Linked DNA regions of Mus musculus: all the other regions are linked to region 1. The links are chromatin contacts, called in public Micro-C and promoter capture Hi-C maps. All regions are on one chromosome and are shown on one strand. The core of a region is the stretch at or near the end of the contact, and the rest is flanking DNA. Distances in the headings are between cores, read along the strand shown.

What was found. Promoter capture Hi-C pulls out the DNA fragments that hold promoters and counts their contacts. Hi-C and Micro-C count contacts between places; a contact is called where the count stands out from the background. Capture Hi-C pulls out chosen DNA fragments and counts their contacts.
Region 2: a contact with region 1 is called in a promoter capture Hi-C map of pre-B cells, with 3 times the contacts expected there. The contact joins the promoter of Zyg11b here to the promoter of Eps15 in region 1. A contact is called at or near these places in 2 of 39 promoter capture datasets (the C10 cell line and pre-B cells).
Region 3: a contact with region 1 is called in a promoter capture Hi-C map of pre-B cells, with 2.9 times the contacts expected there. The contact joins the promoter of Coa7 here to the promoter of Eps15 in region 1. A contact is called at or near these places in 1 of 39 promoter capture datasets (pre-B cells) and 1 of 9 other capture datasets (liver).
Region 4: a promoter capture Hi-C map of pre-B cells shows a contact between it and region 1, with 2.5 times the contacts expected there. The contact joins the promoter of Tut4 here to the promoter of Eps15 in region 1. A contact is called at or near these places in 2 of 39 promoter capture datasets (cranial neural crest and pre-B cells) and 1 of 115 datasets of contacts at active chromatin or transcription factors (microglia).
Region 5: a contact with region 1 is called in a promoter capture Hi-C map of adipose tissue, with 2.2 times the contacts expected there. The contact joins the promoter of Prpf38a here to the promoter of Eps15 in region 1. A contact is called at or near these places in 2 of 39 promoter capture datasets (cranial neural crest and liver) and 2 of 9 other capture datasets (adipose tissue and liver).
Region 6: a contact with region 1 is called in a Micro-C map of embryonic stem cells, with 6 times the contacts expected there. The contact joins the promoter of Dmrta2 here to the promoter of Eps15 in region 1. A contact is called at or near these places in 4 of 39 promoter capture datasets (the HPC-7 cell line, cranial neural crest and embryonic stem cells), 3 of 484 Hi-C or Micro-C datasets (all in embryonic stem cells), 1 of 115 datasets of contacts at active chromatin or transcription factors (astrocytes) and 1 of 9 other capture datasets (embryonic stem cells).

The regions. Positions count from the first base shown.
Region 1 is chr4:109,277,891-109,282,466 of GRCm38.p6, forward strand. It overlaps Eps15 (epidermal growth factor receptor pathway substrate 15), which reads left to right and starts at 2,385. Exons shown (of 25, transcript NM_007943.3): 1 at 2,385-2,554. The coding sequence starts at 2,522. Gm40225 (a long non-coding RNA gene) reads right to left here and starts at 2,433. Exons shown (of 3, transcript XR_868003.2): 1 at 2,132-2,433.
Region 2 is chr4:108,298,923-108,303,498 of GRCm38.p6, forward strand. Zyg11b (zyg-ll family member B, cell cycle regulator) reads right to left here and starts at 2,168. Exons shown (of 14, transcript NM_001033634.3): 1 at 1,969-2,168. The coding sequence starts at 1,998.
Region 3 is chr4:108,325,685-108,330,260 of GRCm38.p6, forward strand. Coa7 (cytochrome c oxidase assembly factor 7) reads left to right here and starts at 2,468. Exons shown (of 3, transcript NM_027250.4): 1 at 2,468-2,606. The coding sequence starts at 2,501.
Region 4 is chr4:108,457,013-108,461,588 of GRCm38.p6, forward strand. Tut4 (terminal uridylyl transferase 4) reads left to right here and starts at 2,398. Exons shown (of 31, transcript NM_175472.4): 1 at 2,398-2,627; 2 at 3,005-3,188.
Region 5 is chr4:108,576,801-108,581,376 of GRCm38.p6, forward strand. It overlaps Prpf38a (PRP38 pre-mRNA processing factor 38 (yeast) domain containing A), which reads right to left and starts at 2,536. Exons shown (of 10, transcript NM_172697.3): 1 at 2,185-2,536; 2 at 129-288. The coding sequence starts at 2,314. Orc1 (origin recognition complex, subunit 1) reads left to right here and starts at 2,654. Exons shown (of 17, transcript NM_011015.2): 1 at 2,654-2,775.
Region 6 is chr4:109,975,494-109,980,069 of GRCm38.p6, forward strand. Dmrta2 (doublesex and mab-3 related transcription factor like family A2) reads left to right here and starts at 2,532. Exons shown (of 3, transcript NM_172296.2): 1 at 2,532-2,843; 2 at 4,362-4,576. The coding sequence starts at 4,370. Dmrta2os (a long non-coding RNA gene) reads right to left here and starts at 4,119. Exons shown (of 4, transcript XR_868017.3): 1 at 3,445-4,119; 2 at 1,849-3,293; 3 at 1,434-1,620; 4 at 1-1,276.

The DNA.
Region 1 (4,576 bases), core at 1,135-3,634:
GGAAAAAGTCTAAAAATGGAAGTGGAGCCAACTAGATCTTGGGTTTTTCCAGCTGTCTCAGTGTATTGAGGAATCCTATTATAATGATAAAGGCTGTGGCCCTGATAGACGTGTGGGTTTTGTCCTGGAAACCACCATTAGGGAAAAAGGAAGCAAACACATATTGAGGTTGGGTACTTCTGTGTCTGAGGGACCTGCAGTAGAGAGTTAGTCTTCTTTAAGGCCAGTCAGATGTAGGCAGGTCATCAACTAACTCTTAAAACGAGGCAGAGGATATGGCCTTTGAAGCAGCTTACTAGATTAGTGCAATGGCTGCCAAGACTGCTAGCCTGAGTTCCATCCCCGAAACCTCCATGGTGGAAGGAGAGAATCTACCCCCTCCCCAAGTACTACACACACACACACACACACACACACACACACAATAAAAAAGGCAGAATAAAAAAGTCATATCAAAGTAACTAAAAGCTGGTATGCAGACTTCCTAGACCTTCTGAAGTAGGCTACATACAAACTGAGTGTAGTTTTACATCAACCTGACACAAGTTAGATTTATTAGACACGAGGAAACCTCAGTTGAGATAAAGCCTCCATAAGACCTCACTGTAGGGCATTTTCTTAACTAGTAGTTGGTAGGAGAAGGCCCAAGCCTGGGTTCTATAAGAAAGCAAACTGAGTAAGTCAGTAAGCAGCACCCCACCATGGCCTCTGCTTCAGACCCTGCCTCCAGGCTCCTGCCCTGTTTGAATTCCTTTCCTCACTGCTTTTGATGATGACCAGACTGTGAGGGAAATAAATTCTTTACTCTTCGGGTTGTCTTTGGTCATGGTGTTTCATCACGGCAGTAGTCACCCTAAATAAGAACCTTTGCAGATGACAATTTCAGGTAAGCGGTTCCTTATTCTAACTAAGTGTGGCAAAATGAAAAAGAGTAAGGTGTATAATGTTGAATACAGGCAGGACAAAGGCCTTCATTTAAGCATATACTATAATGTTATGGTGTTAAAATACATATATATTAAAAAATCTCTGCCACTGGTGAGCTGAGGGGGGTGGTTAGACTTATGTAAACAGGTCATTAGGAGGTTGTTGCCCTCTTCTAGTAAAGTCAACAAAAGAGTATGAACACTAGTTTGGAGAGACAATACTCTGTCAAGAGGTGGCATTTATGACAAAAAGGAATTTGAGAGGAACCGGGCACTGGTGGCACATTCCTTTAATCTCAGCACTTGGGAGGCTGAGGCAGGCAGATTTCTGAGTTCAAGGCCAGCCTGGTCTACAGAGTGAGTTCCAGGACAGCCAGAGCTATACAGAGAAACCCTGTCTCAAAAAACCAAAACCAAAACCAACCAACCAACCAGACAAAAAAAAAAAAAAGAATTTGAGATGGGACTTTATGCACTCACTGTACCTCTGAACTCCACTGTGGCCCTACACCTGCTTTTTTTTTTTTTTTTTTTTTTTTTTTTTAAATTAAACAGTCTAGGCAGGACAGGGAGCAGGCAAGGCAAGCAGTTCCTTCTTGCTCCCAAGATTTTTACTTTAGAAGGATTTACATGCCTTCTTAATGTGATAGCAGGTAGAAAGATTTGTAATCCAGCTTTCTAGTTAGTTTTTAAACTTCGGGTAAGAGAGTTGTTTTGTTTTGTTTTGTTTTTTCTTTTCGGGGAGGCCCTTTTCTTTTTATTTCAGTCAGGGCCTTACTATGTGTCCTTGAACTCACTATGTAGAGCAGGCTGGCATGGAACTCTCAGAGATTAAAGGTATGTGCCACCATGCCTGGCTGGCTTTCACCATCCTCATTTGTATAACTTCTTTCTGTTTCAAATCCCCTATTCACACAATTTTTTAAAAAAGTATTTAGGCCTGGAGTAGTGGTACATCTCCTTAATCCCAGCACTCTGGAGGCAGAGGGAAGTGGATCTCTGTGAGTTTGAGGCCAGCCTGATCTATACAGTGAGCTTCGGGATAGCCATGGCTACACAGAGAGAGACCTTGTTTTAAACAAACAGCAAACAAACAAAAGCATTTAGTGCAGAATCACACACAATCAGAATTATTTAATGTTATTACTACTAAACCGCTCCTGTCATTACTTAGTACCATTACTTTTTTAGTTCCCACAACCCACCTGGACATGGTTCTAATTTCTCCCCGCACTTTACAGAAAACAGCAGCCCAGGAAGAAGGATGGTGGGTGACCTGCCTAAACTCAGGTCTCTGTGGCGCCGCCTCCGCTGACCGTCCACCCCAGAGCCCTATCCGCACCGGGTTTTCCAGGGAGGCCGGGGTCAGGGCCTGGTTCCGCGGCTCAGACTCCCGCTCCGGGCTTTGCGCGCCGCCACGGCCTGTGAGGCCGGCGGGGCGGGGCGGGGCGGGGCGGCGTGAGGAGGGAAGTTGTCGAAGTTCGGGGAGACGCCCGGCCGCCGGCCTCGCCTACGGCCTGTCCCTCCGCCTCCTTCCCGCCCCGGGCCCCCGTCCGTCCGTCCTTCCTTCCCCTCCCGTGCATGATGGAAACACCATGGCTGCGGCAGCCCAGCTCTCCCTGACACAGGTAACGCCGCCCGCCGGTCGGCCCGGCTCGACCCGCCGGGGTTCCCCGGCCCTCCCTCCCCCCCTCCACCGCTCTGGGGCGCTGGCGCGGCGGCTGCCCTCGGGCCGCACGGTGGGAGCGCGTGTGAGGAGTGCGGGCGCCATCCCGAGTCGGAGCGGGAGCGGCGAGCCGGGGCCGCCGCACCCCCGCCCCGGGTCGCCGGGCTCTCGGCTCCGCCCCGCGCGGCTCCCACCCGGCCGCCGCCCCCGCCGCGGGTCTCCGCGCCGCTCTCCTCCAGGTCCCGTCGGCGCTCACCTTCTCGGCAAGTTTCTCCTCCGGGCCTGACGGCCGCCAGGTGAGCTCCGGTGGGGCTCACGCTAGACAGCGGCCGCGGGCGATGCGAGGCTCGACTTCGGCGGGGCAGGGTTCCCTCAGCTTCGCTCTGCTCCGGTCCGCGGGAGCGACGACTGCCGAGTTCCCCTCAGTTCCCTCAAGTCAGCCTGGCTTCCAGAAGTCGCATCCTGTCCGGGCACTTGACCCACTCACTTCTGCTCAGATCCCCTTGCAGACTTTCCCACCCGCGAGGGCGCCGTCTCTGATCGTCGTCCGAGGGGTCATGGTGCCAGCCTTCTGCAGGTGGGGCGCCTCTTTCCTCCCTGGTGCCCGGAACCACCGGGGAGATAACTTTGTCCTGGGACGATCTCGACCAAAAGCTGTTCTCGGAGTCTGTTCTCGGAGTCTCGCCTCTTTATCATCATCATCATTATTAAAATGTTCTCTTCCTTCAGAGCCCCATCCTCGAGGGATACATCTAAACATCACTCACTTAGGAGAACCTGAGTTCTCCGTTTCTGTAAAACCAAGCGTAGTCATCTCAAGACACCCAGGAGGGATGAGGTACCAAACACCTGCCAGTCCCTTTCATCTTCACTGCCCAGAAGTTTGCCTTCTCCATAGCTGGGGGCTGTGTACTCCCTGGTATAAGCCCACCTCAGCCTATCAGCCTGCCCTGTGATAGCTCCCTGCCATCTTGTCTCCTTGGCCTAGATTTGCCTGTACTTATAAGGTAGGGCATGTGTTTGGGTAATAGATTATTTCTATGTTATGATAAAGAGGTTTTGAGGTGTTTCTTTCCAAGAACTTGGAGATAAAAAAGTATTTTCCCCAGGAGCCAGGGTGGAAATTTTATTTACTTATTTATTTTGAGACAGGGTCTCAAATAGATCAAGCTGGCTTTGAACTCACTATGTAATCAAGAATATCAAGAATGACCTTGATTTTGGATCCTTCTTCCTCCATCTCCCAAGTGGACTGTACCACTATATTAGTTTATTCATCGCCAGGGATCAGACTCAGGACTTCATGCTGGCTAGACAGGCCCTGTACCGACTGAGCCATATCCCCAGCAAAAGTGATTCTATATATACTGTATGTGTGTGTGTGTGTGTATTATAGTGCGCACACACACACACACACACACACACACACACAGAGGCATCCCACAGGTAAGACAGCCTTTAGGAATAACCTCATAAACTTTACATTTCCAAATTTATTTCCTGTGGGTCATTGTGTTTTGACTTGCATCTAACAGGGAAGAACTTTTAAGATGGCCCAGTCTTGTCATGAATCTGTTTAGAAGGGTCCTTCTGAAACTCACATTTGAGGAATGGAAACATTGACTTTTGGGTGTTGGCTTTCTGAGTCTAGATAGTGACCTGCCTTAAACATGATCTCTGTTGGCAGGCACTTGTATTCTGACTCTGTTGGCTAATTCTGGTAGTTTCCCCCGACCCCCCTATTAAAGATTTTGTTCCCTTGAAGACTTCTGTAGAATTGCTTCTTGGTTGTGTGCCTACTTTATTTTCTTCTTGGATTGTACTGTGTTTTTAGTTTCTGTTTAGGATCACTTATCTCTGGAAATTTGCTTCAGGCTCTCAGTTTTGTAGTCATTTTCATAATTTGCATATGTTCTTGTGGTTGTATAGTTAGGTGTTAAAATGTATCCAGAGTAAATGCTGAATCACTAAGGGGAAATTATTC
Region 2 (4,576 bases), core at 918-3,417, 980 kb before region 1:
CACAAGCTATTACACCTCCTATTTCTTCCATCCTTCCAGGTAGTAAACATGTCATCCTTCACTACAAATCTTTTTCCCCCAGAGAACAGTTTCTCTGTGCAGCCCTGGCTCTTCTGGAACTCTATAGACTAGGCTGACCCCAGGGATCCATCTGTCTCTGCCTCCCCAGTGCTGGGCCTAGAGGAGCACCTGACTTTCACAGCCGATCTTAAATCTCTTCCCAGTCACACTTAAAGTGAAGTTTTCTTCTTCTTTCCCAAATGAGCCACATAAATTCTATTCATCTTTTAGGCCCAGCTCAAATCACGCCTTTGACTCCCCATCCTTTGAATAACTCATTCAGTCTCCGTGGAAAGGCCTGCATTTCCAAAAGTCTAACAGCCTGGTACCTTCTCCAGCAGGATGGCTCTCTAGTCTGAAAAGAATCATCACTACATCTTATTCTACTCCTTTTTGCACCAAAAGACGCTTCAACTCACCCTGAGTAGTCTGCAAGGTGCCTCAAATTTCAGTGGAAGACTGCACTTGACAGGTGGGGAAATGAGATCATAAATCAAACCATTCAAGAGTCTACCTGACCTGGGCACTGGGAACTCAGGGAATTAAGTAAGGCCCAGTTGTTTCCAGACTCTGACTCTCCTTGGGAAGGAACAGAACAGCACACAGTAACAGTGGAACAAGTGAGAGGCAGTCACTGGGAAAAGACAATGGAGGATCAGCAGAGTCAGGGAGCGAGGGAGTGTTTCCCGGTTAAACACCAGACGGTAGGTTACCTTCCTAAAAGTCAGATGGAGGGAAATACAACCTAGGAACTTATGATTATCAACAAGTCTTTTTGACTAGAATGTATTATTTCCTCCCAGAGATCAACATTTATTTTGTATAGGATAGAACAATGCTTTCAATATATACACAGCAAAACGCGGATAACACTTAAAAATGGGACTGTAGTCACAGCCATTTTGAAGCAGAGGAAAATTTGCAAAGAAAGGGTTTCTCCAAGAAAGGACAGAAAGGACAGGACAAATACAACCTTTCGGAGGAAGGTATTCGAAAGACTGTCACAATCTGACTGCCAGGCTGATATTCAGACCTCAAATGCCCTTGGTCTCTGCCTCCTAACAAAAACAAATCATGTGCTCTGAGCAACAACTGTCAAGCCTGCAAATTACAAAAGATTTTTAATTTCCCTAACGGTAACTCCACATGAAAACACATTCAAAATAAAAATGTAACAACCCTTTTTGGCTATTTCTGTCAAAAGGCCTGATAATCACATAAGGCTACAGGATGTACTCTGTAACACACCCCACTCAGGTTTTTGCAATGACACTAAGTAGTAAAGCTTCCAGACTATTCTTCCATACCGCCAATCTCCCCTCACTTCCCCACTCCAAAACAGAACGGAGAAAGAAAGGTTACTAATCTGTATGTACCCGCCCAACAGCTCCCGGGTAGCAATTGCCTTCCAATTGCTCCTGCTTAGCCCTCTGAAACCTGCACAAGGAAATGGGGACAGATGTGTGAGCCGGCGACGGAGGACATCCGACAAGGGGCAGAGGAAATGCGGATGGTCGAGGACCAAGGGGAAGAGGGGGCGCCGGAGATAAAATGGTGAAGAGGGTCGAGGAGGGAAAGGAAGCAAAGTGTGGGAAGGAAAAGTGGGGGGTGGGGGTGACTAACGACCATAGAGGAGAAAGGTTAAAATGGTTGAGGAGAAAGGGGAGGGTTAAAGACAGGGAAGGGGGGACGAGGAGAATGCGAAGGAGGCTGTCACCGGGGGACAAAAGGGTGTCACCGGAAAGAAGGGGGATTAAGGGATGTCTCCCAAAGAGGTTTGCTCCTACTGGTGGATGGGGAACGCGAGCCGGAGGAGACAGAGGGAGGGTGCAGGAAGAAGGGTGAGACGGCTGCCCGGCGTCCTCGGGCCACCCTGCGGGGGGTGGGGGGCAGGCCGCGCTAGCTCACCATGGCTGCGTGGGCCTGGTCCTCCGGCATGCAGCCTCGGTCCTGCGTGCGGTGGCAGGCGGAGCCCGAGCCCGCCGCTAAGATCAGCCGGCTCGGGGGCTCCAGGAGGCTCGGGTCAGGCAGCGGCTCCGGGCTGGGCCCAGGCCTCGGCCTCGCTCTTCTGAACTACAGCAGCCGCTGCCGCAACCTGACCGAAACACAGACTCCGCCTCGCTCGCCGCGCCTGCTGCGCCCCGCCCCCCCGCACGAGGTCCCGCCCCTCTCCCTGAGCCTACCGCGCCCTGCCCCTTAGAAGTCCCGCCCCTCTCTCCCTTGCATGTCTCGCCCCGCCCCAAAGTGGTCCCGCCCCCTGAAGACCCCGCCCCGTCCCGGCGTAGACTCCATTCTCAAACGCCAGCCCTTAAAGGGGCCAACGCCCTCTGACGAGGCTGTAGTCTTTCCGTTTGGAAGAGCTTTAAATCTTACCTCCAGAAGACTGCAGCGCTTACCCTCATTCTTCAAAACTTAACTTCTGATTCATAGTCATTAATTTTTTTTTTTAGTCATTAATTTTTGTTGTCAACGTTCTTAGTGATTTTAGCATTCTGTTACATGATGTTGTTTTGCTGTTGTTTTCGTTTTGTTTTGTGAGAAAGAGTCCCTCCACATAGCATATGTTAGGCAAGTATTCTGCCTGCTACTGCGTCACATCCTCGGGCCCCACAATCTCAATTTTGACTATGGAGCTTTCCCTCTTTAACCTGCTTTTCTTTTTTCTTTTTAAAGATTTATTTATTATTATATCCAAGTACACTGTAGCTGTCTTCAGACAGCACAGAATAGGGCATCAGATCTCATTACAGATGGTTGTGAGCCACCATGTGGTTGCTGGGATTTGAACTCAGGAAGAGGGGTCAGTGCTCTTAACCGATGAGCCATCTCTTGGCTGCCTTCTTTTGATCTTATGTAAATGGTGTTTAGCTATGCTATATTTTTCCACCCTCTAGGTAGCTACTTCAAGTCCCTCTTCTCAGGCCTCCGATATTTCCTTCTTCATGCTCATTTAACTAATCATTTTTGCCTTCAAATCACTGACAAAGTAAATGGACAAAACAGAACATCTATATAAGTTTCCATCACTGACAGTGACTTCCAGACTACCTATAACTCCACTTGTATACTTTTTCCTTTCTGTAGCCCAGGCTAGCCTTCACTATGTAGTCCAGGTATGCTTCAACTCTCCATTTCTCTGCTGTGGTGGTTTGAATAGGTATGGCCCCCATAGACTCCTGTGTTTGAATGCCTGGCCCATGGTGGTTGGTGATACTAGGAAGAGTAGCCTTGTTAGAGGAAGTGTGTCACTGTTTCTCCAGAGCGCACACTTCTGGAGACCTAACCCCCTAGCCTCTTGCCACTGGACCATCTTCCATTTTAATCACTATCAAGTATACAGGTCAGGCAGGATTAAGTACTGGTGAAGCCATCGCCAAACAGGCACTCCAGAAGGCTGCCACTTGATTGTTTCCATCGTGTTTGTGGTAGTGGGAATTAACTACAAGGCTTTGCACATGCTGTGCAAGTGTTCTCCTCTTGGGCAACATCCTCAGTTGTTCAGACTCTGCCGCTCTTGCAAAACTGAATGTCTATCCCTATATTCTTTCTCACTGTCCCTTGGCAAGTACTGTGCTACCTTTTGTTGGAGGTTGCAGCAGTGCTGGGTATTAAGTTGATGACCTCACACACGCTATGCAAGCTCTCTACTACTGAGACACACCCAAAGCTAGCATAGTCCTGATTTTTAATCTCTGTGGATTTGATTACTCTAGTGATGGTTGTTTGGTGGGAGGCTGTGTATTGTGATGCTAAATTCTGTACTAATTCTCTCATTTACCAGCGTTTGTTGTGCAAACCTTGTTCCTTAACTTAAAGCTATTGGTTAAGTAAAAATGGTACAACCAATTACTGGAGGGATTAGAGGTAGGCAAGTTTTGAGTTACCTGGCTGATTGATGTTTGCAGAGAGAGAGAGAGAGAGAGAGAGAGAGAGAGAGAGAGAGAGAGAGAGAGAGAGAGGAGAAGAATGAGAGGGAAGAGACAGACAGAGAGAGACAGAGAGAGAGACATAGAGAGAGAGAGAGAAGGAGGAGGAGGAGGAGGAAGAAAAGGAGAAGGAAGAAGGGGGGTGCTGGAGAGATGGCTCAGTGGTTAGGAACACTGACTGTTCTTCCAGAGGCCCTGAGTTCAATTCCCAGCAACCACATGGTGGCTTACACCATCTTGTAAACTGATCAGGTGCCCTCTTCTGGTGTGTCTGAAGACAGCTACAATGTGCTTATATACATAAAATAAATATTTCTTTTATAAAAGAAGGAGGAAGAGGAAGAAGAAGCTGCCATGAAAAGAGATGGCTCATGAGCTCATGGCCAAGAGAAACAGCAAGTATTTGGGGTACACTGCTGGGGAAGCAGCCAGGCCAGCAGTTAGAAAAGTAGGAGGCATTCATTAGCAAGCTAGACAGGAATGAATTTAAATTAGTTGAACTACACTGTAGATCAGGTGTGTGTGTGTGTGTGTGTGTGTGTGTGTGTGTGTGTGTGTGTGTGTGTGTGAATGTCGGGACTGAGTCCTAG
Region 3 (4,576 bases), core at 1,218-3,717, 950 kb before region 1:
TTAGTTTCTTACTTAAGGTGTTGAGGTCTGCCCTCCACCAACATGTATGTAGCCATTTTGTTTCATGCCTACCAACTATTTCATATTATTGCTATAAAATGCCTGCCAGTCACGGACACAGAAAAATAACCTGACTCAAGTTTGGGCTAATCATATACCCTGTATGTTCTGTATGTGGTATGTTAATCTTAAGAAATTCCACAAAGCTTTACGTCGGACCCATAAAAATCAAAGGTCAATATGAACTGTTATGTCTAAAATGGCTTGAGTCAGAGCTGACCACTGGGCAGCACTTCCTACGCCTACATATGAGCTCAGTGTGTGTTTCCTTTATAAGCCTTTCCTGAGAATACACTAGTACCACAAAATTAGGTTCCCGAGTCCTTTTTGTGGCCCTGAATGTCCAATTTTGGGGTATTCATTCAATAAACTGTTTTTGCTTAACTGAGAACAGTGTTTTTATGGTGGTTCCTGGTCCCCAACAAAGGCAATCTTGTTATGTAGCCCAGGTTGGCCTTTAACACACAACTATCTTCCTGTCCCAGCCACCTGAATATAAACATATGCCACTATGCCTGACTGAAATTAATTTTGAACACAAGGGTCTCAACTAGGCATGGTGATACATACCTTTATCCCAGCATTCAGATGCAGAGGCAGGCGGATAGGCAGATAGGCAGATTTCTGCGTTCAAGGAAAGCCTGGGCTACAGAGTGAGTTCTGGGACAGCCGGACTACGGAGAAACCCTGTCTGGAAAATGAGAGAGAGAGAGAGAGAGAGAGAGAGAGAGAGAAGAAGAAGAAGAAGAAGAAGAAGAAGAAGAAGAAGAAGAAGAAGAAGAAGAAGAAGAAGAAGAAGAAAGGATAAGAAGAGAAGAGGGGACAGGAGGGGAGGGGAGGGGAGGGGAGGAGAGGGGAGGGGAGGGGAGGGAAGGGAAGGGAAGGGAAGGGAAGGGAAGGGAAGAGAAGAGAAGAGAAGAGAAGAGAAGAGAAGAGAAGAGAAGAAGTTTCTCTGGCTGGCCTAGAACTTGGTATGCAACTGAGAATGACCTTGAACCCTGACCCCCCTTGCCTCTACCTCAACAAGTGCTAGGATTGCACCATGCCTGTTTTAGGACATGATGAAGACTGAACCCAAGGGACCAGGCAAGTTCTCCAACAGATGAGCTACTTCTTCAGCCTAAATATTATTATTATTTTTTTTTAATAATGGCTTACTGTTTTCCAAGCTATCCTGGAACTCCTGGAGGCCAGGTGGTGTGGCCTCTTCTGAGGCCTGGGCTTGCTCAGTTCTTGGAAACAGAGATTTATGTCTAGTCTCCTGAACTGCCAATGTGAAGCCTGTCATGGAGTCAGCCTGTCTCAGTTATACAGAACAAAGCAAGTAAGCTTCTAGATGTATCCAGTAGGAGTAGGTTAAGGAGGGAGGCTCCAAAGTAAAGGTCAGGCCTTCTCATCCTGGACCATGTATTCTAAGGGCTCCCTCTAGTGATTACAGATATAAACAAGATAAAAAGAACACGGATAGGTGGATGTGGGAGCTTGTATCTGCAACAGTACTCAGTAGGCTGAGGGGGGAGGATTGTCTCAAAGTGAGATTCTATCAAAGGAAAAACAGGAGAAGCCATACATAAAAGTCAGTTTTAGCCAGAGGCTCTGGAGTAACGCAGAGCTTGTGCTATCCTGTGAAAGATGTGTCATGGAACTGCTTTTAAAACCATGAGTCCATTCCCAATCGGCCTTTCCCTTTCTCCTTGCCCCAATAAACCTCTTCGGTAAGATCTGTTGCATCATATGACTTCATAGTGTTCCTTGGCTTCAATCCGCCATGCTGCTGTTCTAAAACTATTATAGTGACCATGTTGTCACTATAATCCCGACCACTGATGTGTTCTAATCATAACTCGCAGTCATATTAATATGGATGATTTTGATGGGTCTACAAAGAATATAGAGATAAGGGCATCCCGTGGCAATTGCACAGATTTATTTATTTCGGTTTTTCCGGCCATATTTGGGACACACAAGGTATTCAAAATGCTTGCCACCCAAATGAACGAATGCTTTCGGAATAGATTTCAAGTTCTGTTTTACGATGCTTCAGAGTACTTGGTGGTGAGCTGCAGCCCAACGCTGTAAGCTTTGGTAAGGCTGGGACCTGAGCTCCCGGCTGTGTCGGCTTTAGAACCGGAACTGAAGAATGTCTGGCTGATCCAGACTACAGGGAGAAAACCATTAAGGGGCAGTATGGCCTCAGATAAACCGACGCAGAAACCTGGGAGAGGGCTGTCCAAAAAGAAGAATAAAAGCCTGGAGGGGTGGGGGGGGTGGGGAGCTACCACCGCAAAGGATGATGGGAAGCGGTAATCGTCTCCTTCCTTCCAACCCGCCCCCGTACTGAGGAGCGCTGACGTCACGCACGCCGCCGGCATGCCCCGCCCCTGGGCTGGCTCACGTAACTGAGGGTGGAGCCACAAAGCGATTTGTGGGAGTCGGAATCATGGCGGGCTTGGTTGACTTCCAGGACGAGGAGCAGGTGAAGTCCTTCCTGGAGAACATGGAGGTGGAGTGTCACTACCAATGCTACCGCGAGAAGGACCCGGAGGGTGAGCGCCAACTGCGCAGCCTGGGACATAGGGGAGGGGAGCGAGCGTGGGGTGCAGTCGTGGTCACGTGGCGGGCCGAGGACGCCTAAGGACCGGGTCAGGGTCACTACGGGCCTGTGGGCGGGAAGTTGTAGTGCATCGGGGGCGGGGCCTGCAGCGGAGGGCGGAGCCCTCAGGCTAGATGCTGTGTAGTCAAGTTTAGGGTGCTAGGACTGGAGGTGTGAGGGTGAAGTAGAACCTCGGTGTACATGTCTTTGAGGGAATCATTTAACATGCAGGAAATAAATGAAATATATGCTAGTAGTAAATGCGAGCCAGAATTGGTTGGCATCTTGCACCTGTAATTCTAGCGTTCGGGAGGCTGAGGAAGGAGGATCACTTAGAACTCAGGAGTTAAGGACTAGCCTGAACTACATAGCAAAACCCGGCCCAAAAAAAGAATTGGAGAGGGAGATTGGAGTGGTGGTCCAGTAATTAGGAGCCCATTTAAAGTTCTAGGAGATCCAATGCCTCTGGCCTCTGCTGCCACCACACCACATGCTCGTATACACACATCCATAATTTAAAATAATAAAAATTAAATCTTTTTTTTTTTGAGACTGTCATTATGTAGCCTTGACTGGCCTAGAACTTACAGTGTAGGCCACGCTAGCCTTGGACTCAGAACTGCTTCCTCTATCTTCTGAGTTTTTGGCATGAGCCACAGGCCTGTTAACAAATTAATAAATTAATTAATTTGTTGAGGTGTTATTCTTTGTGTAGTCCTGACTGTCCTTCTGTTGATCAGGCTAGCCTGAAACTAAGATATCTGCAAGCTTCTGTTTCTCAAGTGCTAGAAGGTGTGGGCTGCCACCATCCAGCACAAAATTTTAAAAAAAAATTTTTTTTTTGTTTTAGTTTTTTCGAGGGAAAAAAAAGTTTTTTTAAGGTAAGTGAAATGTGATAAAAAGAACTGAGTGAAGGGCACTGCCCAATGACATGGCTTTTGAATAAAGCTTTGAAGGAGGAAAGGAACCATTGTAAGTCTTTGCCAGGCAGAGGTAATAAAAGGTCAGAAATTGACTATATTTATTTATTTATTATATGTAAGTACACTGTAGCTGTCTTCAGACACTCCAGAAGAGAGCATCAGATTTCATTACAGATGGTTGTGAGCCACCATGTGGTTGCTGGGATTTGAACTCAGGACCTTTGGAAGAGTAGTCGGTTTCCTTAACCACTGAGCCATCTCACCAGCCCCAGAAATGGACTCTTATGTGCAGTGAGGAGGTGGAGTGTATGAGTGACCAGTGCCCAAACAAGTGTCCAGTGTCTGTAGGTTGTTTTCCTATTGTTTTAATTAAGGGAAAAGAATGAAAATGGCTCTGGCCCTCCTTTCCAGTAGCTTACAGTCTAGTTCCCAAGAAATGACTTTCTGTTTCTTGAAATTAGTCCACTATAGTGTGACTCTGGATAAGGAACCCAGGATTATTCTGTTTGTTTGTTTGTTTGTTTGTTTGTTTTTTCGAGACAGGGTTTCTCTGTATAGCCCTGGCTGTCCTGGAACTCACTCTGCTGACCAGTCTGGCCTCGAACTCAGAAGTCTGCCTGCCTCTGCCTCCCGAGTGCTGGGACTAAAGGTGTGCACTACCACGCCCGGCTAAGATTATTCTTTGGGAGCTAGTCCATGTCCCAATTGAAGAGAAATTTCAGAGGAATTGACCTTCTGTGGTCTCTGAGGACCAGGGTGGTTGGGCATAGTCCACAGAGGCCAGCTGTGTAGTCAGTGCGGGAGAGGTTGGGGAACAGAGAGCTCTTTTGGAAGGTGAATTAAGGATTGCTCAGAATCAAGTCAAATTAATGTCTGTTTTGCAGTCCTGAGGCACAAAGCCAGGGCTTCTGAGTGTAGCGGGGAAGTTTTCTACCACTGGGCTCTAGCTCCAGTTCCAGATTAAGTTTGTTCAGGGAGCCCGGACTACAGTGTACCCTGC
Region 4 (4,576 bases), core at 1,148-3,647, 820 kb before region 1:
TCAGATTTAGTAAAGGACACAAGAATAAAGGGGTACGGCAGTACATACCTGTGATCCTAAGACTTGGAGTTCAAGGTCATCCTCAGCTACATGGCTAGCTGGAGGCCAGCTTGAGCTACCAGAGAGCCCGTCTTAAGCAATAACAACAACTAAATAAGAGTTGGATCTTGAAAAATAGGAAAAGGGAGTTATCTGGAGACACAGGACTTTCTCATCTGGCTGAAGCTTTCTTGTAGACTCAATATTTTCATACTGTAGACTAAATGTTGTCTGCTGAATCATAAACATGTGTTTGGCACAAAACAGGTAATCCTTGAAGGTCTAGGGTCTATCTCTTCTGATGGAGGCTCGCCCACATAGAATTTATCACATTCTCTAGTGTATTTGCCTAACTCTTTGTTAATATGCTCTATTTTTTTTTTTTTTTGAGACAGGGTTTCTCTGTATAGTCATATGCTCTATTGACTACAGGTTAATAAAACTACCTTCCTTGCTCAACAGTGAGATTTCTGAACAGCAGTCTGTGTAGTTTGTCTAGGCACTGAACTATGATTTGCTTATACTAAGTAATCAGGAGTTCAGTTGAATTTGGTCCAATGACATTAATATCAGTGAGGAGCGTGTTGGTAATCCTTTTAAGTGTGTCTATCAGCTTTACGTTTTCATTATTCTCTTTCCAGCACTGAGGATCAGACTCGGAGCCCTTTACATGCTAGGCAAGTACTGTTACATTGAGCTGCTATCTGCCCAAATCCTGGTTTTTTGAGACAAGGTCTTACTTGGTAGCCCTGGCTGCTTTGTAACTCCTTTTCATATTGGCCAAAAATTCAAAAGATCCACCTACTCCCGCCTTCCTATCCCCTGCTGGGATTAATGGTGTACTCCACCACTCCACCATACAAGTCGTTTATTTATTTAAACATTTTATTAATTCTTTGTGAATTTCACATCATATGCCCCCACCCCACTCTTCTCCCCATTCCTTCATATCTGTCCTCTGCTCTTCCAATCTCCCCCAAACACCACAAAGAAAGAAAGAAGGAAAAGAAACAAAAAAGCCAAAACAAAAAAATGAACATGTTATTGTGGAAGCTATAAGTCTATTTTTTATTTTTAAAGAGATCAAGGCAAAGACAGGCGGCTTTCTGAGTTCGAGGCCAGCCTGGGCTACAGAGTCTGGCTTTGACCTGGTGATCATCCTGCCCCAGCTTCCAGAATGCTGATATTACAGCTGTAATCTACCACACCTAACATTCGGTTTTCACTTTCATTTCCTCTTCTGTTCTTTACCTTATCTCTCTGAAGTTTGGACACATTTAAAAATGTTTCAGATGAGGCAACTCTGGATTTTTTATTAGTTTGATAATCGCCCCAAGCTGGAAGGGTTGACTGGCTACCCTCTATCCACAGCTCCTGGGTCTGCTGGAGTCAGAGACAGGGGGAAGGGGATTGTCAGAGCATATTTTCTCCTCTGCAAATGGAAGCCATAGTATCTATTGTCACAAGATCATTATGAAGATTAGGTGGTTAAGTGTATGAAGCCTCCTCAGCTCGATGCCTAGAAGTAAGTTGGCAATGCTTGGTCCCTTCTCACTAAGCTTGTTCAGCTTTGGGGATTCTGACGGACATATCATGTGAGAGGTGTTTAGTTCTGGGATGTAGCAGGAAGTCGATGAACTCTGCAGAGACAATTGCCTCTCTGTAGCCTCTTAGCAGCTCTGGTCTGTGAGTCACAAGAAAATTTGTCATTACCTTGTAAATATTTAAGATTCAGCTGCTTCCCTTTATAAAACCCCACGTTTAGTGCCATACACTTTTTCTGCCTAGTAAATATCCACCTCAAGGACTGCAGTTGTGTGATTTGACCAGCTCTGAGTGAAGTAGGAGACTGGTCAAATAATAATCTCGAGGCTTGAGGGCGGGGGGGGGGGGTGTCATTAAAATAAACTAACAAAGCCTTCTAGTCTTCCATGAGTGTAAATTTAAATGAGAGGAAGCTAACACATTTAAAAAAAAAAAAGGAGGAAGGAGGGAAGCCGTTCTTGGTAGTTGTTTCTATGCCCACCTGAAACTAAAGAAATGGTTTTCGAACTATTTCTCAAGATTTCTCTGCTTTGTTAGTCCTGAGGTGATGCAAAACTGGACTGGATGCAAGGGTGAAGGGGTGGGGGGCTCCCTCCTGCTAGCTGCTCGACAGTGCTCAGAAGTCAGGAATGGTCGCGGAGGATTCAAGAAATGCGTGGGCTGTCGGACAGTGACAAGCCCGAGCCTGCACATCTACGGCCTCTCCCTGGGGCACAGCTAGGCAACCTGCCCCCTTTCCCGCCCGGGGGCCTCAGGCAAGGCGCCCGCAGCCAGGGAGCCTGACGTGAGAAGCGCGACGGTGCACGCGACCCTAAGCTCGCCGGCGTCCTCGCGCCGCTTCCCGGCGTCGGCGTGCTGGACCGCAGGACCCTCTCTCTCTCTTTCTCTCTCCCTGCAGGCCCGCTCCAGCCAGCGAGCCGCGGGTAGCTCCGACCCTTTCCCTCCCTCCCTCCCTTCCTCTCTCCCTCGGGGGCCCGCCCGCCCCCAGCTCGGGCGCCGATCGGAGCCCGCGCGCGCTCGCCCGCTCTCCCTCCTCAGCGCGGGTGTGTGCGCGCCGTCCTCCCACCTCCATCCCCTCCTCATTGTTTCCGGGCGACCGCCACGAGCCCCGGAACGAAGCCCCTCCCCCCACGCCCCCCGGTCTACCCCCTCCTCCGCCGAGGTTTGACGGGTGCTTGGGGGGGATCCCCAGAATTAAAGAAGAGGGAGCCCCTGAACCCAGCTCTGGGAGGCTCTGCTCCCCGCCTCCGAGGCTATCTCCTCCCATCCCAATCGGGATCCCAGGCTGGGGAGAGCCTCCGACTCCCCTCCCCCCTCGGCCGGGCGCCACTCTCCCTCAGCCCCCTCCCCTCAGCGGGTCCTCCTCTTTCTCTCGCTCCCTCCTCCTCCCCCTCCCCGTCCCTTCCCCCCCACAATGCAGTTCGCGGCGCGGCGGACATGGCGGTGGAGTCCTGAGCTCGTCGTGTCCTGGCCTCCATCGGCGGCGGCGACGGCGGCGGCGGCGACGGCGACGGGGGCGGCAGCGGCGGCGGGAGGCGGAGGGGGAGCCGGAGCCTCTGAGATGAGGAGGCGTCGCGCGCGCCTGTAGCTCGCGGGCTTCTCAGGTACGGGGCTGCGGGCCGCCGCGCTGCGCGGGCTGCCGAGGGGGTGTGCTCGGCCGCTGAGCCCGGGGGCCCCCAGCTTGTCCCCTTCAGGTGCGGCGCCTCGCAGGTGTCCGCGCCGCCGGAGCGCGTCTCCGCCGCCCCCTCGGGGCCTGGCACTTCCTCCTGGGCTGGAACTGGCTTCTGGTGTCCCAGGGGAAAGCCGAGGGAAGGAGGGAAGTCGAGAAGGCGGCCTGGGCGGCCTGAGGAGGGCTTTGGGGGGCCGACCTTAGGGAAAGCTGGGGCGCCCGTCCGGCCACCGAAACCTGTTGTAGACGGGGTAGGAGTATCTGAGTTAACGGGATTGGTCTAGCCTTCGCTTAGATCCAGTGCGTGTTTGTCTGTATTGTGTGCCTTTCTTTCACCCTGTGTATGTGTATGTATATATACACTTGTAAACACACACACACACAGCGTGTCCTCCCCGCCATCCCCCGGGCTTGTCCTTGTCGGGAGGGAGCAGAGGTAGGTTTGTGTGGATTTCGTTTCCTGCTCACCCGCCGTCTCTGTCCCCCGCCCCCCAGTCGAGAGGTGCTGGTACTGCGCGCTTTTGACGTGGGTAACTGTGAGATTCGTATTTGTAAACAGACAGCACTTCCCCAGTGTGTCGCACGCCTTCGCAAGTGGTTTCTGATCCTTTTGATATCAGGATTACAAAAGAATGAGGTGGTTAGACCTCAAAGAAGCAGCGGGATTTCTAGTCAGTACCTGAATGGGATTAATTACTGTTATCTTAACGTTGGTTAAACATTTTAAAAAAGAAGATTATCAAACTTTAAAGCAGACGAATCTTGTACCTTGCGTGAGATTTTAGTTTTAGTATACCATGTTTCTTCATTTCGATACAAAAGTAATTCCTTAAACATTTGACGTTCTGCGATCTTTTGTAATCTTAGTGTCCAGAAATGCAATTTGAATTGTGATTTGTTGGAATGAATTTAATAATTAGCTCGCGGAGGTCATATAACCTTTTATATCTATAGATGTATCCCCTCCCCCCTCCAGAGCGTACCTTGGAGCAGGAATGTGTTTGAAGCACTTGGTGAAACAACATACTCTGTTTTGAAAGGAATAAAATAAGATAATCCCAAGTGGATTTGATTATTTAGGGAAAATGCCATTCCCAAATGTTGAATTGTGGCAAGTTTTAAATGTCGACTGCGTGTGTATGCACTTAACATTTTCTTTACTCAGAGCCCATGTGTATCCCCTCAGAAATATGGTGTACACTTACATCCTACTACAGATTAGCCACAACTTGTAAAACTATGAAATATTGTTTGATTTGGCTTTTCTTAAGATAGCTCACGAGCATACAGTGTGCTTTATGGTGCCTTTATAAACAAATTATA
Region 5 (4,576 bases), core at 1,286-3,785, 700 kb before region 1:
GGTCTATGTTACCACAGCAAACAAAATACAAGTTCAAGGGCAAAAGCGTGTGGAAATGAAACACAACAGTCCTATTAACAAAGCCAATTCTGAACCACTAGAAGTGTTGTACTTGTTAACATACTCACTTGAAATCTTCATTTTTTATGAACTCAACAATGATATCCTTCTCAGGTTGAATCTGAAGCATTTTCAAGGTTAAACACAAAAAAGGAGTTGGCTTTATGTTTCCACCATACACACCACCAACGAACTTTAACTCCATGGCTTTGTCCACTACAAGTTCAGCTGAAACAGCCAAAAACAAAGTGACATACATCTTAGACATATTAAAGGCTTTAGTTTTTCTTGGCCTTAGTTTTTCTTGGTTGGAAGGTTAAATAGCTAAAGGTTTAGAGTTCCTAAATAGTCAATAAGAATTTAATATTAAGAGAACAAGAGCTTATTAATAACAGCCTTAAAAAGGAAAAAAACAAAAAACCCTGAGCATGGTGATGATTGCTCAGTCCCAGCACTCAGGAGGCAGAGGTAAGCAGATCTCTGGGTCTGAGGCAGCCTAGTCTGCAGAGTGAGTTTTAGAACAGCCAGGGCTACATATGCCTGGAACTACAGCACTACAGAGAGAGACAGACCCCTCGTCCCAGTCTCCATTAATTGTTTAGTCCATCAAGGAAGGGTGGGACTCATGAGTCCTCAATCTTTATACAACAAATTATGAGGGAAAAGTCCTCTTATTACTACCAGATGCTGGTCTGGGGTGGTGTACAACTTTAATGCCGGAACTCGGGAGACAGAGGCAGGCACATCTCTGTGAGTTCAGGGCCAGCCTGGTCTACAGAGTGAGTTCCTGGACAGCCAGGGCCAGGACTACACAGAGAAACCCTGTCTAAAACAAAACAAAAAAACAAATAATCATTGTCCTGGCTTCCAGCTAAGGATAATGAGAACAAAAAAGAGCTTAAGTGATTTTACATGCTCAAGAACCACAGCCAGAGTCACACCAGGTGAAGCTGAACAAAGCTACGACAGCTGACAGAGAGCCACTCTAAAAAACTTAGGAGCCAGCGAGGTGGCTCATGCCTTTAATCCTAGGGACCAGAAGGGGAAGGCAGATGAATCTCTGTGTGTTCAAGAGAGTTCCAGGCCATCCAAGGCCCCCTGTCTCAGGGGAAAAAAACAACAACAAAAAAACCCCAAAACAAAACAGAAACCTAAAGGACTAGGGGAAGCAGGTCAAAAATGAAACTACTGACCCATTTAAGAACAGCAAGAATTTTATTATAGGAATGGTGAAGTTCCTTGAACATCTTCAAGCTGCATTAAAGGAACCCTTATCTGGTCCCTGAGATAAACAATCTAGGACCCAGCAGACTATCAATAAATAAATAAACAAATAAATTAATTAATTTAAAAAAATGGAATGGCTCAAAAAAAAAAAAAAAAAACTAAAGAAATCCTTCAGCATCAAGAAAGACCGGTCAAGCCGGGTGTAGTGGCGCACACCTTTAATCCCAGCACTCGAAGGCAGAGGCAGGTGGATTTCTGAGTTCGAGGCCAGCCTGGTCTACAAAGTGAGTTCCAGGACAGCAAGGGCTATAGAGAAACCCTGTCTCGAAAAACAAAACAAAAAAAAGAAAGACCGGTCAAGCAGGACGTGGTGGCGCACGCCTTTAATCCCAGCACTTGGGAGGCAGAGGCAGAGGCAGGCGGATTTCTGAGTTCGAGTTCGAGGACAGCCTGGTCTACAAAGTGAGTTCCAGGACATAGGACAGCCAGGGCTACAGAGAAACCCTGTCTCGGAGCCCACCCCCCCCCCCCCCCAAAGAAAGAAAGAAAGAAAGAAAGAAAGAAAGAAGGAAAGACCGGTGAGCCCTGCGGTGCTGGTGTATTCCTTGAATTCCAGCACTCGGGAGACAGAGGCAGTTCGAAGCCAGCAGTTCTCCAGGACAGCCAGGGCTATTACAGAGAAACCCTGTCTCGGAAAACGGAAAAGAAAAAAGAGAAAAGAGAAAAAGATCGTGTCAGATTTGTCTGTGTCCCGTCTAGTACAAGTCCAGGCACAGAGCAGTTTATATGAATAGTTGACATACTCTTCCAGTATCACCCCCAAAGGGTCCGTCCTTCCTCACTCAGACAGAAGAAACCACCCGTAAGCCGAGACGCGGGCTGCGCGCTGTCGCTCACCTGTAAGTCCAAAACACTCTTCTTTCCAGTACTTTGATTCATAGATTCGCGTCCGGATGATCTTCTCCACCAGATACTGAGGGTTGGTGCCATGGATGCTGTGGGCATCCTTCACTGTACGGTTCGCCATTTTAGAACTCTTTCAATTCTATTTCCGTCGGCTTGCTTAATACGTCACATTCAGTATTTATTTAAAAGAAGGGAAAAAAAAAAAAGGACTACCGGAGGCTAGGGAAACATTAAGGAATCCCTTGCGACCGCGGAAAGCCACCAGCTTCGTACCGGAAGCTGTGGCGTAGAACTCTTTCGCCGGAATACGCACACCCCGCACCAGAGAGGGCCCAAGCAAATTGGCGGAAGTACGTCATGAACCCCCGGGAGGGCGTGGCGAGTGTCCGAAACGCCAATCAGAATCACACTGTGGGCGGGGTTTCGGTTAGTGGCGCGAAAAGTTTTCTCCTGTGCCTTCAGTTCTTAGTCAGCTGAGAGCTGGGACTACGTGTTGTAGCCGTGGTCTCCCGGAGGAGCCAGACCTGGACGAGCGAGCGTCCCCCAGCTACTCCAGTGCCTGGACTGCAAAGCGTCGGCGAGGTGAGTGCGGGTCGTTGTCCACGGACTGCATACACGTGCACCTAGGGCCGTCGGTGCCGGCACCGCTCGCAAGCCTGTAAACCTTCTCGCCTCCCCGGAGCTCCAGGAACACTTCCTGCACTGAAGGAGACCTCGGAGAAGCGGGTGGCGCCGGCCCTCGGTGGGGAGCCTAAGGCTTTGGCTCTCCGCGTGCACTGCTTCTGAAAAGCACTCGCAACCTTTCCTCTGGAACCGCGGAGCTGGTGTTGCTCTCCGCTTTACTGGTGATTCCGCCCAGAGACAGACTTTCTCTAAGTCACTTTCTGGGACTTTGGCGTCTCCTCTCCACATGGCTTGCCCTTAAGTGAGCTTTCATCTCCAATCACTGGAGAAAACATCTAATGGCTCGTATTCTACTTTCTTGGGTCTAGCCTTCTCTTAACAATTGGAGAAATTGGGAGTTCTAAGCTTTGAGCTGTGAGATTCCTGTCACGAGGTCTTTTTAGTTTTCCATAGAAGTCGAATAATCGTAATTATTTTCTACTGTAATGGTTTTTAGACATTTTTCTGTGTAGAGCCGGCTGTCCTGTAGCTTGCTCAGAACCAGGCTGGTCTCGAATTTAGAGACTGCCTCTGCCTCAGGCCCTAGAATTAATGGCATGCACCACCACACCCTGTTTTTTCAGAATTAGATTGGGGAAGGTGCGGGAGGGGGGTTCAAAACAGAGTTTCTCTCTGTAGCCCCGTTTGTCCTGGAACACTTATAGACACACATCTCAGCCCCCTCTCCTGAGAGGCTCCTCCAGACTGTTGTTGCTAATCCTTCCTATAGACAAGTTGTTCCTCTGGCTTCAGGATGAAGTTCTGGGGACAAGTCAAACTTCTTGGAATCCATTGTTTCAATAGTTGGCTACAGTAGGATGGGCATTGGTTTATCATACCGTATTTTCTCTTAGTCTGATTATCTTAGAACAGTGCTTAGCACACAGGCCTCAAATAATATTGGTTGAATAAAAAGAGATACTATTTTTCCATTTTGTGGATTAGGAAATGGGTCCGGTGGACCTGCCACTCTGATTGGGAAGCTGTATATATTACTGTATATAATAAGCTGCCAGAAGTAAATACTATTTTCACAGGTGATACGATGATACATAAGGTAAGGTAGCTTATTGGTATCTGACTGTTCAGACTTAACTTGTACAAAGATAACATCTCCCTTTCATTAGCAAATATTTATTATTGAGCATCTTCTATGAATTTACATTGTTCTGGGGTTACTTTAAAGATTTAAATGAGGTACATGTGTCAAGAGTTTGGGCTTAACTTTTATTAAGGTTCCTTTTATGTTTTTGCATTGGGTATGGTTCCTGTACTGGGTTCAGACTTGTGGTGTCCTTCCATGGATATCGCTAGAAGTCAAACTCTTCTCTTTGCCAAACCAATCCTCCTGGCTCCCCAGTCCATTCACCATTTTTGCTGATAATCAAAATCATTTTGCTGATGGAGGGGGGGGGTTGGGGGTGTGTGGAAGAGTAGTTGATTGAGCTGTGTATTAGCATTTCAACATGCTTTTATATGAGTGTCATTCCTCAGTGGAAAGTTGATGAATAATTAGGATTTCTGGAAAGAAGTCCTAAGGACAGCAGGTAGCAGGCCTTTTGTACTGTAGGCATCTAACTTGTCATCTTTTCATTTTGTGAGGAATCCTACATTTTGTGTGCATGTGTTTGCCAACTTTCTGTTGCTATGACACAGTACTTGAAAAAAAAAACAAGGAAGATAGATTTACTTTGGCTTACAATTTCAGATATTTCTGTCT
Region 6 (4,576 bases), core at 1,282-3,781, 700 kb after region 1:
GCGGCTTAGCTGGGTCACTTCCAGTCCTCTCCATTTTGGGCAGGGCTCCTATCAGCAGAAGCTAACATCAGGAAGGGCCTGGGAAGCCGACAAGGGCATGGTTCTCTCAGTCCAGAACAAGCCTTTTTTTTCCTGATTCCTTCCTTAATTCTTCACGTGAATGCCCCCATCGGCGACTTGGGAAAAGAGAGCTTGGAAACTCAGACCCGGGGAGATATCAACTAGAGGAAAGAGCATCCGGATCGGGGTACACCCTGTGGTTTGGCCTGAGCTGTTTTGCAGGATGCGATACCTCCTGCCTTTTAAGAAAAGGAAGTTCAGCCCGGCATGGTGGCTCAGGACTTTAATCCCAGCACTGGAAAGGCAGAGGCAGGCGGATCTCTGTGTGTTCAGAGTCCAGCCTGGTCTACAAAGCGAGTCTAGGCAGGGCTTGTTACACTATGAAACAACCCTGTCTGTGGGAAAGGAAGAAACAAAACAAGACAAGACAAAACAGGTTCGATCCAGCTCAAAGCAAGAGCTGGGGTTCCGGTAACCGTTGTCGTCTCCATCTAAGTGTCAGGACATCTAAGTGCGCAAGCCTCAGGTGCGAGAAAAGTTAGGCCACCCTTCCCAGAAAACTAAGCGGATCTGGTTAGGTTATTTTGTTTGGGGGTCCACATTTTTTTTCTGAAATATTCCCCCCAAAAGCTCTAAAAGCAGGCGAGTAGAAGCCTCGCGTGGAATCTGGCAGCACGCGAAGCCTCCCTGCCCCTCCCTCCCACAGGCCAGCACTCAGGCATAGTCAGAGTTATTCTACCCTCTGGCCCCTGGAGATCTCGAGACCCTTAACTCCCTATCAAATCCTTTCTCCCGGCTCTGGAGAACTTTCCCTGTGGCGGGCACCAGGCTACTATTCTATATTATTCGTGTCCAGGCTCCTTTGAAACAGGCCTGGCGAACTTTCTGGAAGCTGTCTGCTAGATTCTGAGGCTCAACGCCCCTTCTTATCTCCCCCAGTCGGATCCTCAGTTGGCTCCTTGGGCGGAGCGCATCCTGACCCTTGCAGGACCATGGTTCTGTTTTGGGGTCCTGCTGATCTCCTCTTCTTTCCAGTCCCAGTCGCGGGTCCTCCTGAGGCAGGCTCTGGGTGCCTAGCAGATGACCGTCTGCAGTGGCAGAGACCCGACTTCCGACGCCCAAGGGTTTCTAAAAATCAATGCCAAAACGCACGGCAGGGATCGGAAAGGGAGTAAGGAGATAGTTTCGCATTTCATTTAAACGAATTTTCTTTACTCTGAAGGAGAAAAGTAGAAAGCAAAAATGAGAGTAACAGAATGTTAGCCTCAAAGGCAAAGGAAAAGTCCGAGCTGGAGGGTGACACAGTCCAAGGATTTAAACATCAGTAACAGATGGGAATAACTAGGAAGAGATACAAAATTCGAACTTGTTACCTCCTCCGCAGACCCAAGGGGGTTCTCGGGCCGTGACGTCAGCACGGGTCGAGGAAGGCCAAGTCAAAGCAGGTCCAGTGCCCTCGCCCCCTGCGGAAGTCTTGTGGGCTGATGGGTCTGACCGTCTGGCCGGTTCCTCCAGCCTCCAGAGGATCTGGGGAGTCGCAAAGGCGGCTTTTTACTTTGGCTTTAAAAAAAAAAAGTTACAAGTAAACTTTGTTAATTTCAAACAGCCACAAAAAGAATTCCACAAAAAAGGGCAGCAAGATGCAAAGAAATTCGGAAAGGCAAGGAGGGCACAGGGGGCCGAGGGAAAGGGCAGGGGCGCAGGGAGAGGAGAAGCTGCAGCGCTTGGACCCACGTTCCTCCCGGGGCTCCTAGCTTGAAAACACAAATCCTTACAAATCGCACTTACCACTCCGTGACGCCCACGGTGTCAGGACTTTGCAAACGAAGAAACTAAGCATTAAAGGTGATAGAGGGCGGGGGAAGGGAGCAAACCGGCTCTCAACTACCTCGGAGCCCGTCGGACGTGGAAGCACACGGTCACGGTCAGAAGGAAGCCAGCAAAAACCATCTTGGCAAGTCTGCGGTGAACGCCCTCCCTCCCCCACCCCGGCACCCGGGTTCCACTCCCACTTCGACAGCGGTAATTGAATTGTCACCTGCTCCTGTCCCGCCCCAGGCCTCCGGGGCCACTTGGGAAGCTAGGCCTTGCCAAGCGCCCCGGGCCAAGGGAGAGTGGCTCAGTGGAGCCGGAGCCCCAGGAGTAGAGGGGTTACACACGTCTACGCGGAGAGGCGCACCGGACACGGTAATTAGGAGCAATTCACACGCTCTCGGGCGCACGGAAACTTCTTGTCACGACATTTGCAACGCTCCTCCTCGCGCACTCCTTCCCTGGCGCCCCCTCCCATCCCGCAGGCACTCAGCAGAGCGTGCGGAGTTTCGAATCTTTCGGACACTGTAGAATGAGGGGCTCCCCGGGCGCGGGCCCGGCCAATCAGAGCGCCGACTGTCTCCCCTGGCCAATGGCAGGCGCCACATTGTTGTCCAATTCTGTCTAATGGAGCCCTGAGGAGCAACAATAGAGCGGGCGAGCGGCTCATTGAGAGCTGGCAGCGCCGGACTACCCGGCCCGGGGCGAGCGCAGCGTCCGGAGCGCACCGAGGGGACGCCGGTTGCAACCAGCCCGCCCTCGGCCAGGCCCCCGGCCCCGAGGCCCCTCCGGGGTGTTGGACTGCTGTGTTCCTAGAGGGGTCCGGAAGTTCGGACATGGTGGCTGAAGGAGGGTGACGTGGTCAGAGAAGGGGCCGGGGGCAGAGGGACGAGGCCAAGAGAGCCGAGGCGCGAGCCGAGCTGGGCGACGCGTGCTGCGCCAACAGAGGAGGAGCCCGGAGCTCGAGGCAGGTAGGGGAGGGCCGGCAGCCGAGCAGGGGAGGCGACCGGGTCGGTGGCCCCCGAGGGCGAGGCCCAGGCCCTGCCGGGCCTTGGGCATTGAGTGCTTGAGGGTCTGGGGGAAGAGGCCTCGGAGCACACGGTGCTCTGGGATTCCCAGACCCGGACCCCAGGAGCGGCTCCCGGCTCTGGCGGGGACCCGGGCTGCGTGGCGGGGAGTGGAGGCCGCGGCGGAAGCCAGGAGCAGGGCCTGCTGGGCCTTCTGCGGCTGCGGCGCAGGTGAGACTCTCGGGTCCCTTCAGGGTCAGTTTTGGAGGCGACTTCCTGGCCTCCTTTGAGGCCTGCTGGATTGTGCAAGTCCCAGAACCCTGGTCTGAGACCAACACTCTGGAACCTGCGCACAAGCGGGGTCCCAAGAGGTCCCAGGATGAGGAGGGCGTGTCTGAGGACTCAGTTCCTAAACTGGGAGGGGTGGGGGTTGGGTAAGAGGCATTGAGCAAAAGGACTCTGGCTCCTGCAAAGTCTAACTTTTCTGAAGATGTGCTTTCCTCTGACTACTCCAGACTAAAAGTCTAACCCCCAAGCCACAGGTTTCACCCTATCCCCGCCCTACCTTTTGCTGGAGATTTTTTTCCTAAGCAGCGCTGTCCCTCTCGGTGGACCTCAGTCCGGGTCGCCTTGTCAGCTGTTTCTGGACGTTTTTCTTGTTATTCAACTAATCTTTGAGCTAGGGTGGCCAGTCCAAAGAAAGTTTCTTCCGATGGCTTTTCTCTCTTCTCAGCTCTCCTACACTCAGTTCTGTGGAATAGAACTAACCCTTTAGAGGCTCAGACCACAGTATTTGCAGAATTCTTTTGGCTGTGATCCCAGGGCCATAAGCCGAACTTTGCCTCCAAGTTTTGTCTTCTAGTTCTTACCCTACTTCTAACAGGAAAAAATTCTTCAGTTCCTTTTTGCTCGAATTCCTCTGCTTCCACATTGAAAGCTACAATTAAGACCCCAGCCCAACCTGTTCACCTCCTCACCCCGCCTGCACATTTCTCTCCTCTTCACCTGTCCACCAAACGGGATCATTTTGCTCCTTTTTTTTTTTTTTTCTTGCTTTGCCTTTGACATCCGCTTGTTGGTCCCAAGTTTTCTCTGTAATCTGAGTCCCTTTCAGGCAAATATTTCTCTTTTCTCGACTCACCCCAATTAACCTAAGCTTTGGGCATAATATTTTCTTTCCAAATCCTCTTTACATTCAACTGCACCAATGACTTCCAAACGTTGTCTTGTTTTTTTCCCCTTGGCGGAACTACTGATTCAAACGAAATCTTACACGTGTAGTCAGATATAAGAGGTCAGTGGTGGGGGTGGGGGCGTACTTGTTTACAGGGAGCTTCCAGTTCGTTTCCCCAGCAGTTTGACAGCCACAAGTTTAGTTAAACTTGTACAACCAAAGTTTCCCAAAATGGGTTTCTGCAGGCCGTGCTTAAGCCTAGTGACTGTATTACCCTGACTCAGGTATCCCCACTTTCCCCACGCTAGGTCCAGCCATGGAGCTGCGCTCGGAGCTGCCCAGCGTGCCCGGTGCGGCGACAGCAGCAGCGACAGCGACGGGACCACCCGTGGCATCGGTGGCGTCGGTGGCTGCGGCGGCAGCTGCCGCAGCATCGCTACCAGTGAGCGTGGCCGGAGGCTTGCTGCGGGCGCCGCCGCTGCTGTTGAGGGCAGCGGAGAAGTACCCGCGGACCCCCAAGTGC